2 separate regions of the Mus musculus genome follow, and region 1 is linked to region 2. The links are chromatin contacts, called in public HiChIP or PLAC-seq maps. All regions are on one chromosome and are shown on one strand. The core of a region is the stretch at or near the end of the contact, and the rest is flanking DNA. Distances in the headings are between cores, read along the strand shown.

Region 1 (5,525 bases), core at 1,702-4,201, 67 kb after region 2:
ATCAGGAATGGAAGTTGATGAAAACTACACAGGACTGTCAGTGTTCAGTGGGGGAGGGGGGCGTGAGGGGGGGGGGGTTGGGGCCAGACTTGGAGAGTGTAGTTGAGCATCTTACCACTTTAAAACCCTTTTTACCCATCTACAGCCAGTGTTGCTTCCTCCTTCTCCCAGTGGCATCAACCTGTACTGCTTTAATGTTTGGCTTGAGTTCAGCTCTTTGCTCTTGAAACACCCTTGATCCTAAGTTCTTGAGTGTGAGCCACCTTTTCTCTTTCCTACCCTCTGTAGATGGACTTCTAACAGTAGTCTACCCTGGTTCTCAACTTCCTCTTATTAATTAAGCTGGGAATCAAGTCTCTGGCCCATTGTTCATTTCTTCTCCCCACTGATCTTTTATACTGCCTTTGTCAAGGTCCCCTCTTTGTGTTTAACAGTTATTTCAACCCATTTTCCTTTACCTGTTGTAATTGGTATAATGAACTCCTCCCTCCTCTTGGAAAAATCTATATTTAGTTCCAAGAACCACCTACTTTTGATTTTATCACTCCTCAGTGAAATCACTTAGAGGCCCCTTTTGTGATGAAGAGCTGCCTGTGAAGGGTATTGGGGAATTGTCATGGTAGATATACCTGTTACAGCATAAGGAGGGCAAGAGGAATACAGAGAAGGAAGCTGATCCACTGCAAGAATGGAACCAGCTGTAAGAGGAACTGCTAATGCTAAAATAACCTCAAAGTTGTCCTATAGACTGAAGCCAGCATCTGGGCATTGGATCTGGGCAACTGCCAGTCACTAGCTATAGGCAACCATCTAAAAGAACTGTAATTCCAGAAAGGGTATAGGCAATGCTTCCAAGGGGTTCCAACTGAGGGGTACTGTCCATCACAGGAATCTTACACTATGCATTCCCAAGCTAGACTCTACTTATACAAGCATCCTCTGGAAAATCTGCAGCTTAAGTTGCCAAACTCAGTGGCAGCAGTGGCATCTGGTCCACTAGTTTGGAGCAGCTATAGTCCAACCTCTACTTCATCTACCTCTTTGTGTATACCATGTCCAAGTATTTCTATGTCCTGTAAATGTTGTAACATTACTATCTAATGCAACTAGCCCTTCTTTCTACTTCCAATGCCAGTCTTCTCATTTGGCTTCTCTATCACCCATCCCCAGTGTATACCAATGAGACTGCTCTTAGTCACTGCACTAGGATACTGTATTACGCAATTTTACTTACAATTACTTACAATTCTTAACTGCTGTCTCACTGAACATGGCCAGGTCTAAACTCCTTAGGAGATTACAGAAGTTCTTTGCTGACCTACCTTATGCCACTGCTTCCCCTCTCCCTCTCCCCCTCCCCTCCTCCTCTCCCTCTCCCTCTCTCCCTCCCCTTCCCCTCTCCCTCTCCCTCCCCCTCTCCATCTCCCTCTCCCCCTCTCTCCCTCCCCTACCCCTCTCTCCTCTCCCCCTCTATCCCCCTTTCTCTCCCTTTCTCCCTCCATTCCTCCCTCCCTGAATTCTCCTTGGATACTTTCCCTTAGCTAACTGGCTCTGTAGTGTCTAACTTACAGACCATAGTCTTCAGAGTATAGAGGGTGACCCCAACACTAGATCACATTCTATTTAGAAGTCATTTCTTCTCATCAAGAGGCAAAGCCCTTGATCCAGAACAGTGATAAGGCAGGCATTTTCCTAAATACCAGGATTAATCCCAGGAGAACACATGCCCTTTGGGGCTTCCCAGCTTTGGCAAGAAGACAGCTCGACCCTGTTTGCTAGGCTAATCCCAGACTGAATGTTGCCACTAAATCCTAACTGAGCAGGACTTATGTACCAGCTGTTAACACTGATACACACTCGGTGCCAAGACCAGGCACCATTCCCCAGGCACTGATACATGCTTGCCTGCTAATCCCCCTGCCTGCTGGAGTGACAAGGAAAGGAGCCAGGTCACCGTGAGTCAGTGGAGAGCAGGCAAAAGCTCTGCCACTGTGAGTGTGCCTGATGGCGAGTGGTATACCATGCTGTGTTCATTCTAACATCAAAGCAGATAGCATCAAGTTATTTTCATTGGCCTTAAGTTCCAAGAAAGCAGTCATTGGTCATTTCTGGACTTGATCATGAAAGAAACAAAGAGGCAGAAAAACTGAGAAAGAAACAGAAAAGGGACAAAAGAAGAAAGCAGAGAGGTGTCAGAATTGGGTTTTTTTCTTTCTTTCTTTCTTTCTTTTTATTAATTAGTTTATTTTTTACACGCCATATTTTATCCACACACACCCCAGTCCACCCCAACTGTTCCACTTCCCACACCTCCTCCCCACATCCAGTCTCCACGTGGATGTCCCCCACCCCCACCCCACCTAACCTCTAAACTCCCTGGGGCCTCCAGTCTCTTGAGGGTTAGGTGCATCATCTCTGAATGAACACAGATCGGGTAGTCCTCTATTGTCTGTGTGTTGGGAGCCTCATATCCGCTGGTGTATTGTTAGTTTTAAATTTTAACTTTTGATGAAAACAGAGCCTTCCCTGAAGACAATAGCTACATTTTGTCTTCAGACTAACAGCGTTGTTGTTTGATCTCTCAGGGGGAACCCAACACCACCAGGACAGCCACACACAGGCACTGAACTCTGCCTCCTGGTCCCTTGGGTAGTGATGGGTGCATATCCTTTGGGGTCAGCAGGACCTGAAGGCAGGATGTTAGAACCACCTTCCCACTGTGAAACCCCTTCCTGGGGTTTCAAGCTTGTCCCTTCTTCACCTCCCTCTTGTACTGAATTCTTCTTTGGCTCGAGAATGTTACCCTAGAAGGGGAGACAGCCCCATAGGCTTCCTCATGGCCTCCACCATTTGCTGTTGTTGGCTGCAAGTCCCGTGCCAGGAGCCAGAGGCTCAGCGAGTGAGGACCCGTGCTCAGCTTACCCAAACAGCAGGCTGCAGGCAGTCAGCACACGCTGGGCAGCTGCCTTCTGCTCCACTGGTGATGACGCCAGCTCCTGCCTCAGATGTGCAGTCGCTTAGAGTGCCAAAGTCCCATCCCCCTCCTGCATCTATACAGAGTCCCCTGGTGCAGGTCATGAGTGATTGGCAGTTTCTTTCTTTCTTTCTTTCTTTCTTTCTTTCTTTCTTTCTTTCTTTCTTTCTTTCTTTCTTTTTTTTTTACGTTTTCCAGTGGATCCATACTGTTTTACAGCCAAATGTCTTTGAAAGTTCTTTGGCAGTGCATTCCTGAAGCATGCTATTAAACAACATCGTCCTCATAAGCTCATAATTGCAATTCCAGGGTCTTTCTTGTTCTGCATTGTCACATCCCTGGAGCAGTAGAGTCTAAAGAGAAAGCATTCCCCAGGCCTTTATCTTCTCAGGACCAAGGGCCTCTCCTCCCACTGATGTCCAACAAGGCCATCCTCTGCTACATATGCGGCTGGAGTCAATGCTGCTCTCACTGTGGGCTGAGGCCATTCCATTCGTGGCCTCCAGGAACGCGCATATTTAATTTTTTTTGTCTTCTTAATGTCTCCTATTATAGAAAAAAAGTGGGTTCCTTTTGATTTTGTTTTGTTTTGTTTTGTGCAGTCAGAGAGCAATGAAGACTAGATTACATCTTAACATTCACCTTCCTTGTGATTCCTTGCTAAGGATGTTCAGTTAGGGAAACATACGGGACAGAGATGCACAAGTGGAAAGCACCGCCATAATGCAAATAAATTATCACAGAAACAAGGCTTTGTTTCTCTCTTGCCAGTCTTACCACTTTGCACCCCCAACCCCCCCCTCCCCGGGCCTGGCATTTGGAACCTTCTCAATCCATGTTAGTCTGCATGTTTGTCCCTCATCAAAGAACAGATGTGTGAGCATTTACAAGTTACTTTTATATCATGATATAGCATGATGTATGTCTCACCACACATGAGTTATATATTTGTATCTGATACCTATTTAGTCCGTGTTTCAGAAGTCATAATGAGTTATCAATAGTGTCTTCTTGTACATTCTTGAATGCCATATTTTGAATGTCATGTAATCTAAATGCTTTGAAACATGACATAGCAGCACTGCAAATTACTAGGTGTTAACAAAATTATCTGCTCTGTTGCCCATTCTTCCTTCCACTCATCCAACAACATCAGGTCCAGTGGTCATCTTGACATCAGATACAGTTGCCATCTTGACATCAGATCCGGTTGTCATCTTGACATCAGATCCAGTTGTCATCCTGACAGACATCAGATACAGTTGTCATCTTGACAAGCTTACTTCATCAAAAGTAGCTTACTAAATTATTGTGTAAATAAAACCAATATTTTATTCTAGTGAGCACTAGATATTATCACATGTGTGTTTCCTTCATTTAATCTTCATTTTGATTTTTTATTTTGTTTTTTAGTGTGGTCACAGAGCAGTGAAGAATAGATTACATCCTAGTTTCTTAAAATTGAGCTTTGCTAAATGTGTGTTACATTTCAAATTACGTAGTACATCTTAATGAGAGATTTAACACATTTACTTTTTCTAGTGATCACTATTAGAAATGGCAGGATAAAATAATGAAAAGTTTTATTTTTCACATGCAGAAATCACTTGACTTAATATCTTTGATTGAGCTACTAATATTCCAGCATCCAGTTTAATATTCCCTTTATGATCATTCACAGGCTGATATGGTCTACTTCATTAGGAAAAGTAATAATTTATGGTGAGAAATTTAAAAAGAACTTTTTAGAATATTGGTCGGGCATAAAAAGTGTGCTGATTATGGTATACCATAGATGAACCCCAAAACATGATAAATAAAAGATGTAAGACACTAAAGGCCATAATTGATTCTATTTATATTTGATGTCCAGAACACTTAATCCTATGGAAGTATAAGAAACTAAGAGCAGTGGGAAGAGGGAATAGGTGGGTGATGAGAATATTCTAGAACTACATGTTGTTGATAATAATTGTGGGTACACCAACTTAGAGTCAAAAATCACAATTTTTATAAAAGGAGAAAAATACCCATTTGCTTCATCTTCTATGGGGAAATTATGAGTCTCTATGGGGAAATTTATACTTGCGGGAGATTCATGAGAGTTGGTAAATATTAGCTTTCAGTCACAAGACTGTGATCCACTCTTACTTTCTAATTAGTCTTAAAACAAGACAGGATTTCAGACTCCTTCCCTCTTTGGGGATAAAAAGGAAGATCTTTGAAACTCACCCTGGACTGGCATCGGAAGAGAAAGAATTCACTCCAGAGAATACAAACAAAGCCACAGCCTCATGTGTGATGTCGTACGATGAAGAATGACATGAAGCCCCTTTAAAGGCCTCCCGAGTTTGGGAAAGGAATCCACTTTTTAAAATCTATAACAGGAGATGCTAAGAAGACAAAAACTTTGAATATGTGCGTCCCTGGAGGCCACGAACAGAATGGCCTCAGCCTATGGCAGGAAGCAGCATTGAAAATACAGTTTCTCCATGTGGCTGAGCACAAAGTTTGAGCTGTGTCACCTGAACAAAGGGGGCTTTAGTTCAAT
Region 2 (5,534 bases), core at 506-3,005:
ACTGAAGTCCCCAAGTTACCACGGGTCCTTTTTATCCTTTCTTGTTACTTGTGACAATCTAGCTAGGATTTTTACTAGGGTACTAGGACGAGAACAGGGTAGACTGGATAATGTCTTGTGTCTTTCAACTTGTGTCCCCTCTTTACTGAAACCTCAATGTTTCCTGACCAGGAACGGGATGGCAGTAGCTAGCATGTGTTGGGGAAGTATTGTAGACTAGGAACTATGGAGGGATTTTTCCGTATGGGGAGCTATCACACCGTGGAATTTTTCAGTTTCCCTTTGACATGGACTCTACCAATGTTTTTCTTCCTTGGTTGTAACATTTTGTCACCCATGGAAAAATGTACACAAAGATAATTGGCCCCATTCAAGGAAATTCTGACTTAATTTGAATTTAGTACAAATTGAGCCCAGGAAAAAATGTTAACGTTCTCTATGTAATTCCGTGCGATCCAAGCTCCATTCATCACTGCTCTTTCATATTACTACTTGATAGGGATCGCCTTTTACCTCAGTGCTCACCGGAGCCATCATGAAAAGAAGCGACTCAAGTAGACAAGTAAAGAGATGACAAAACATAAGTTCATATGTTCCTCAAAGAAAGCCTGTTTCACACATTAGTGGAAATATGATCTAGCCTCTTATGTTTGCCTGACCTATTATGGTAGGAAACACTGGTGTGTGTGTGTGTGTGTGTGTGTGTGTATGTGTGAGAGAGAGAGAGAGAGTATGAGTGACTGCATAGCCTATTTTATAAATATTAATTAAGAAATACTAAAAATTTTAACCATAGATTAAGAAAAAATAAAAAATTTCAAACACAAAATAAGAAATATGAGACCTCGATGAAGACCAGTGGTCTGGTCGGGCCTCAGTGGGAGAGGATATGGTTAGGCTTACTAGGAATGGATGTCCCAGCAAGGAGTGGTACCCAAAGAGGGTTTCCCATTCTCTGAGGAGGAAGGGAGAGGGTAATAGGGGAAGGATTTATAAGGGTGGGACTGTGAGTGGCAGGGGGAGCTGTGATCAGGATGTAAACTGAATAAATAAATTAACGGGGAAAAAAAGACCAGTGGTCTAAAGCTGGATTATATTGTTTCAAATCCTCTCATGCACACCATTGCTCTGTGAGCCTAAACAAGTCACTTCACTGCTCACTGCATCTATAATCTGCGAAACAGGATGCTAACTACAACCTCGTATCTGTTCCTTGGGTTGCTGGGAGTTAAGGCATGTCACACATACACCGCCAGACACCTTAGTGGCCAGCTGTGTACACACAAATATTTGATTTTTTTCCTAATGGAATTATGATTATTCCCATCATCTGACATTTGTGAAGTCTCTGTGCTTACTAAACAATAACTTTATAAAGCCTTAAACTACTGTTTTGCGTTCTTTATTTTTTGTTTTTGTTTTTTGAGACAGACTCACTCTGGTAACCTAGGTTAGACTCAGGCTTTCTTGGTTCCTGTCTGCTGCTGGGATTCTAGGCATGTGGAAACATGTCCAATTCTGTTTTGCCTTCATTAAATATGTTAGAGATGTGGGACTTTCTATGTCTAAATGTTTCCTGTAGGTGTCTGAGTTTGGGTGACTGAATGAGGTGTAAATAGTGATTATCGTCAGAAATCTGTTTGTAAAGGCCTGGTATGAGTGGCCGTTGGAGCCACACAATTTATCTCTCATAACACAAGGCAAGATGAACTATGAGGGTGATGATGGCCTCCAGCCAGAGGCTTGGCCTCTGACTTCACAAAGGCCAGCCAATGGGACATGTGGCTATACTAGACCTATTCTCAGCAGAAAGCAACTTCCTCTTTCTTAGACCTCCCCTTCTGGGAAAAATAGTGGTGTGAGAAAATGAGAGAAGATAAGAACGGTAGCTTGCATTCACTTTCATCTTGCATCTTTGCAATACTCTGCAAAGCCATTAGATTTTAAAACGAACCTTCTAATAAATGGCTTTTGACCTAGGCAATGATTATTTGACCAGACTAAAATCCACAGACTGCTACCCGAGTATGAAAGAGAGAGGTGCGTGTGAGTCTCTGGTGTCTGGCACATGGTCAACAATAACCCACCTGCTATTGTGAACTGTTCTTCAGAAGTGCGGTACAGGCAGAGACATGCTTCATAACTTTCAGCATGAGAGCCTCTAAGGTTGAAATAGCATTGGGGGGAAATGCTATTTCATTTTTATGAAAATGGGAGGCACTATAGAAACTATTTTTTAACATATTGATATTCTCCCATCTTGTGCCACATTAAACACAGTATATCTGACCTGGTTAAGGTGATACTTCTCAGGTGACGAAAAAGTAAGTCCAAATCATCTCCCAATCAATATCCTGTTTCCCATACTGAGTCTGATTCAAAACCAGGCTCCCTTCTTCACCTCTGGATTCAGTCTTTCCCCCTCCTCCTCCTCCTCTTCCTCTTCTTCCTCCACCCCCTTTTTCCTCTTCCCCCCACCCACCTTAGTTATTTGCTGTGTACATTACTTTCAGAGTCTTTTTCTTTTTTACTTTCAAAATCTTTAAGTTTCACATTTCAGTGACACATACTGTGGTACCTGATGACATGTTTACATTTTATAATGATCAAATCTCAGCAAATTACATGTCTAGCTCTTTAAATGTTATTTCTCTTTGGTGCCATGGCCAGAACTCCTCTCTTACAGCTATTCTAAGATATACAATCAAATCTCTTTCACTTAAGTAAACCCTTCATTTCCTTTGCCTGTCTGAGTATCCCTGGCGAATCCATGTACAGAGACTTCCTACCATCACCAAAGCCAGTGATGGCAAATCAAGGCAAGCTGAGTGGTAAAACAGATTGATAGAGTAGGGTTGTCTAAGACCAAAGAGGAGAGTTAAGCAGATGGCAGAAGAAATGGTACAGAGTAAACATCCCTTTCTAAAACAAAGAATAGGTGCATAGAAGTAAGCAATCTGACCAAAGCCAGGATGAAGGCAAATATCAAAGCCTGGAGCTCCATGCCTAGTGTCTGGGGCTGCAGCAGCCCCACCCCTGTAGATCTGCTCTCAGCAGCACACATAGCTTCTTTCTTAGACTAGATTCAACCCATGCCTTTAGATGTCCTTGTTAGATATCCCCTGGTTCTCCAACATTCTGGGCTGTCCATTTCAACCTACCCTTCCTAGGTAACTTCAGTGGCTTCTTGGGGTCTCTTTCAGGTTATCTAATCCTTCAGTAAATGATTTGGCTTAAGAGGTTAAACTCCACATACATGTTGTGGCACACACACACACACACACACACAGAGAGAGAGAGAGAGAGAGAGAGAGGGAGAGAGAGGGAGAGACAGAGACAGAGAGAGACAGAGAGAGAGGAAAGACAGAGAGACAGAGAGAGGATACATATACATGCAAATACATGCACACATAGAGAACGTATGTGCACAAGCACACATGGACACAGACACTCAAACACACACACAAGATCTTGAAACAATGAAAGCAAAAGCTATCATTTCTACTGAGCTCCTGTAGTAAGAACGACTAGATCAGGCCAAACCAAAATAGAGTCACTTCTGCTAAATGTCAGATAAGCAAATTGAAACTGTAAGGAATCAGATGATCTCTGGACAGATCAGTATTTCCTGAATACAGGAGACTTCAATCTACCAGAGTCAGTGTAATCATCAAGTGTCCTTATACATGTCTAGAAAAGCACTCTGCAGTAGCCTTCCATTAGCCAATCAGCTTTAGCCAGTTGTTCTGGTTTCCTACATGCTGAATATTGTCCAGTGCTCTCTTATTCTAGTTCGTAAACTGAAGGCTGCCCTGACTCATGAATATCAGATGAAAGCAAGTTTTATTAATAATTAAAGTAGTTGTAGCTTTGGGTTTTTGTTTTGTTTTTATTTTGTGAATTGTTGCTATAACAATGGAGTTGAATTTATTTTGTTGTTGTTGTTTGCTGTCTTGATTTTGTTTTTCTAGGTTGTTATTGATGTTATTGTTGTTGTTATGACAAATGGAGATGAGTTTAAAGTCCAAGTAACAATGTGCAGAAGAGAATAGGACATTGCCAGGGTTTATGAAAGAATTTCCCAGCTACTGTGAAGTTAAGAATCTATTTAAAGGGAAAGTGGTTTTGTAAGGGGCAAGGAGATAAGAAAGTAGATGGTGATTCCCATGGGGTGAAGGAAGTGCAGACCAGGACTGTGTCAGGGAACAAATTCAAGACGGCTGCATAGAGGCGCACATGTGAGGGAGGTGAAGAGATGGGCGGCGTTTCCCATCTGTGTGTTCTTAGTCCATTTCCTTTACTCTGTCATCCCTCGGGGGTTACGGGCTTTTACTAAAGTCTCTTTTCCTGCTTTGCCATCCCATGGGCATAAGAAATAAAGCAAGCTCTAAATGGGACAGCTGAACTTTGGGACCCTGGGCTGTTAAAATAAGAAATGCTGAGTGCTTTCCTGCTCTCTCTTCCTTCCAGCCTTTCTTCATGATGTCCTCTTTCCATTCTGTGTTCATATTTCTTCATCTGTTTTAAGCACTTTAAGATGCTTTCCCTATTTAATCTCCAACACCTTTCCTGTATAGGCTATATGTGCTCTGTTTTACATAACTTGTTGATGAAGGGTTCAGAAAGATGATTATGGGACCTAGTGGGTTACAGAAGAAAAACTCAGAAGACACTGGTTAAATGAGGGACTGGAAGGCTGTGCACAAAAGCGAAATTGGTAAACCATAAATGCTAAGTGAGGCAATGCAAAATGAACAAATGGTGTTGGATAACTGTTGAAATACAAACTGTCCAGGAGATAAGGGAGCCATAAAATAAAGGGATAGATGTCTATCCTTTCAATGGATATTACAAGGCAGCATGCATTTTGTATCCCTTCTCTCTTCTCCAACCAATAACCGAAGCAGTTATTTTAAAGTTATAAATAATCCTTTAGTTGTTGATGTTGCTTTCCTGGCCATTCCATCTGGGAGAAGAACATAAAACGTAGCTACCTACCATGAAGCAAAGAGCAGCTTAATGAAAAACTTTGGGAAGGAAGAAAGTGCTCTTTTTTCATAAATAAACTTCTAAATGACTCAACCAATCTGGAGAGTTCACATTTTACATATTAGACTTTTTTTTTAAAAAAAGCATTCTCATGTTTTTCTCATTAAGGCTGAGTTCACCTCCATTTTTCTCTCCACATTATTCTCATTTACTGCTATGTTTCAGGTGAACACAAGCCTCAGAATGGTGGTAGCATGAGCTGTGATTCAGTGCAGACAGGAGAGGTGGGGGCGGAGGGATTGATCTATGCATTAAGGAGAACCCTCTATCTCAGAAAAGCCCTAACTGGACTTGCAGAAGAACCCAGGTGTCCTGCCCTGGTCCCTCCAGTCCACTTCCTTTGTCTCATAAGGTGTGCTAGAGTATTAGAGATGTGGGGTTTCTCCAGACTGTTCAATTGTCCTTCTGACCACACTCATGCAATTGGAATGCATGTGAGTGGGTGGTGATTCAACAGGAGACGTCGTAGTGTTCATATGTTTAAC

The links. HiChIP or PLAC-seq counts read pairs in DNA pulled down with a chosen protein or histone mark.
Region 1: an H3K4me3 HiChIP or PLAC-seq map of the 230-238 cell line shows a contact between it and region 2, with 23 read pairs. The contact joins two enhancer-like sites. A contact is called at or near these places in 2 of 15 datasets of contacts at CTCF or cohesin (the G1E-ER4 cell line and pro-B cells), 13 of 484 Hi-C or Micro-C datasets (the G1E-ER4 cell line, LSK cells, adipose-derived mesenchymal stem cells and 7 more) and 2 of 115 datasets of contacts at active chromatin or transcription factors (the 230-238 cell line and large pre-B cells).

The regions. Positions count from the first base shown.
Region 1 is chr4:86,017,925-86,023,449 of GRCm38.p6, forward strand. It overlaps a transcript of Adamtsl1 not described here. Among named protein-coding and RNA genes, the nearest start is that of Adamtsl1, 33 kb to the right of the region's middle. Within about 2 kb of position 2,952, at least 64 of the 459 cell types and tissues checked have an H3K27ac peak or open chromatin away from gene starts, as enhancers often do. A contact at or near this core is called in the 230-238 cell line, where this site is marked.
Region 2 is chr4:85,951,991-85,957,524 of GRCm38.p6, forward strand. It overlaps a transcript of Adamtsl1 not described here. Among named protein-coding and RNA genes, the nearest start is that of Adamtsl1, 99 kb to the right of the region's middle. Within about 2 kb of position 1,756, at least 24 of the 459 cell types and tissues checked have an H3K27ac peak or open chromatin away from gene starts, as enhancers often do. A contact at or near this core is called in the 230-238 cell line, where this site is marked.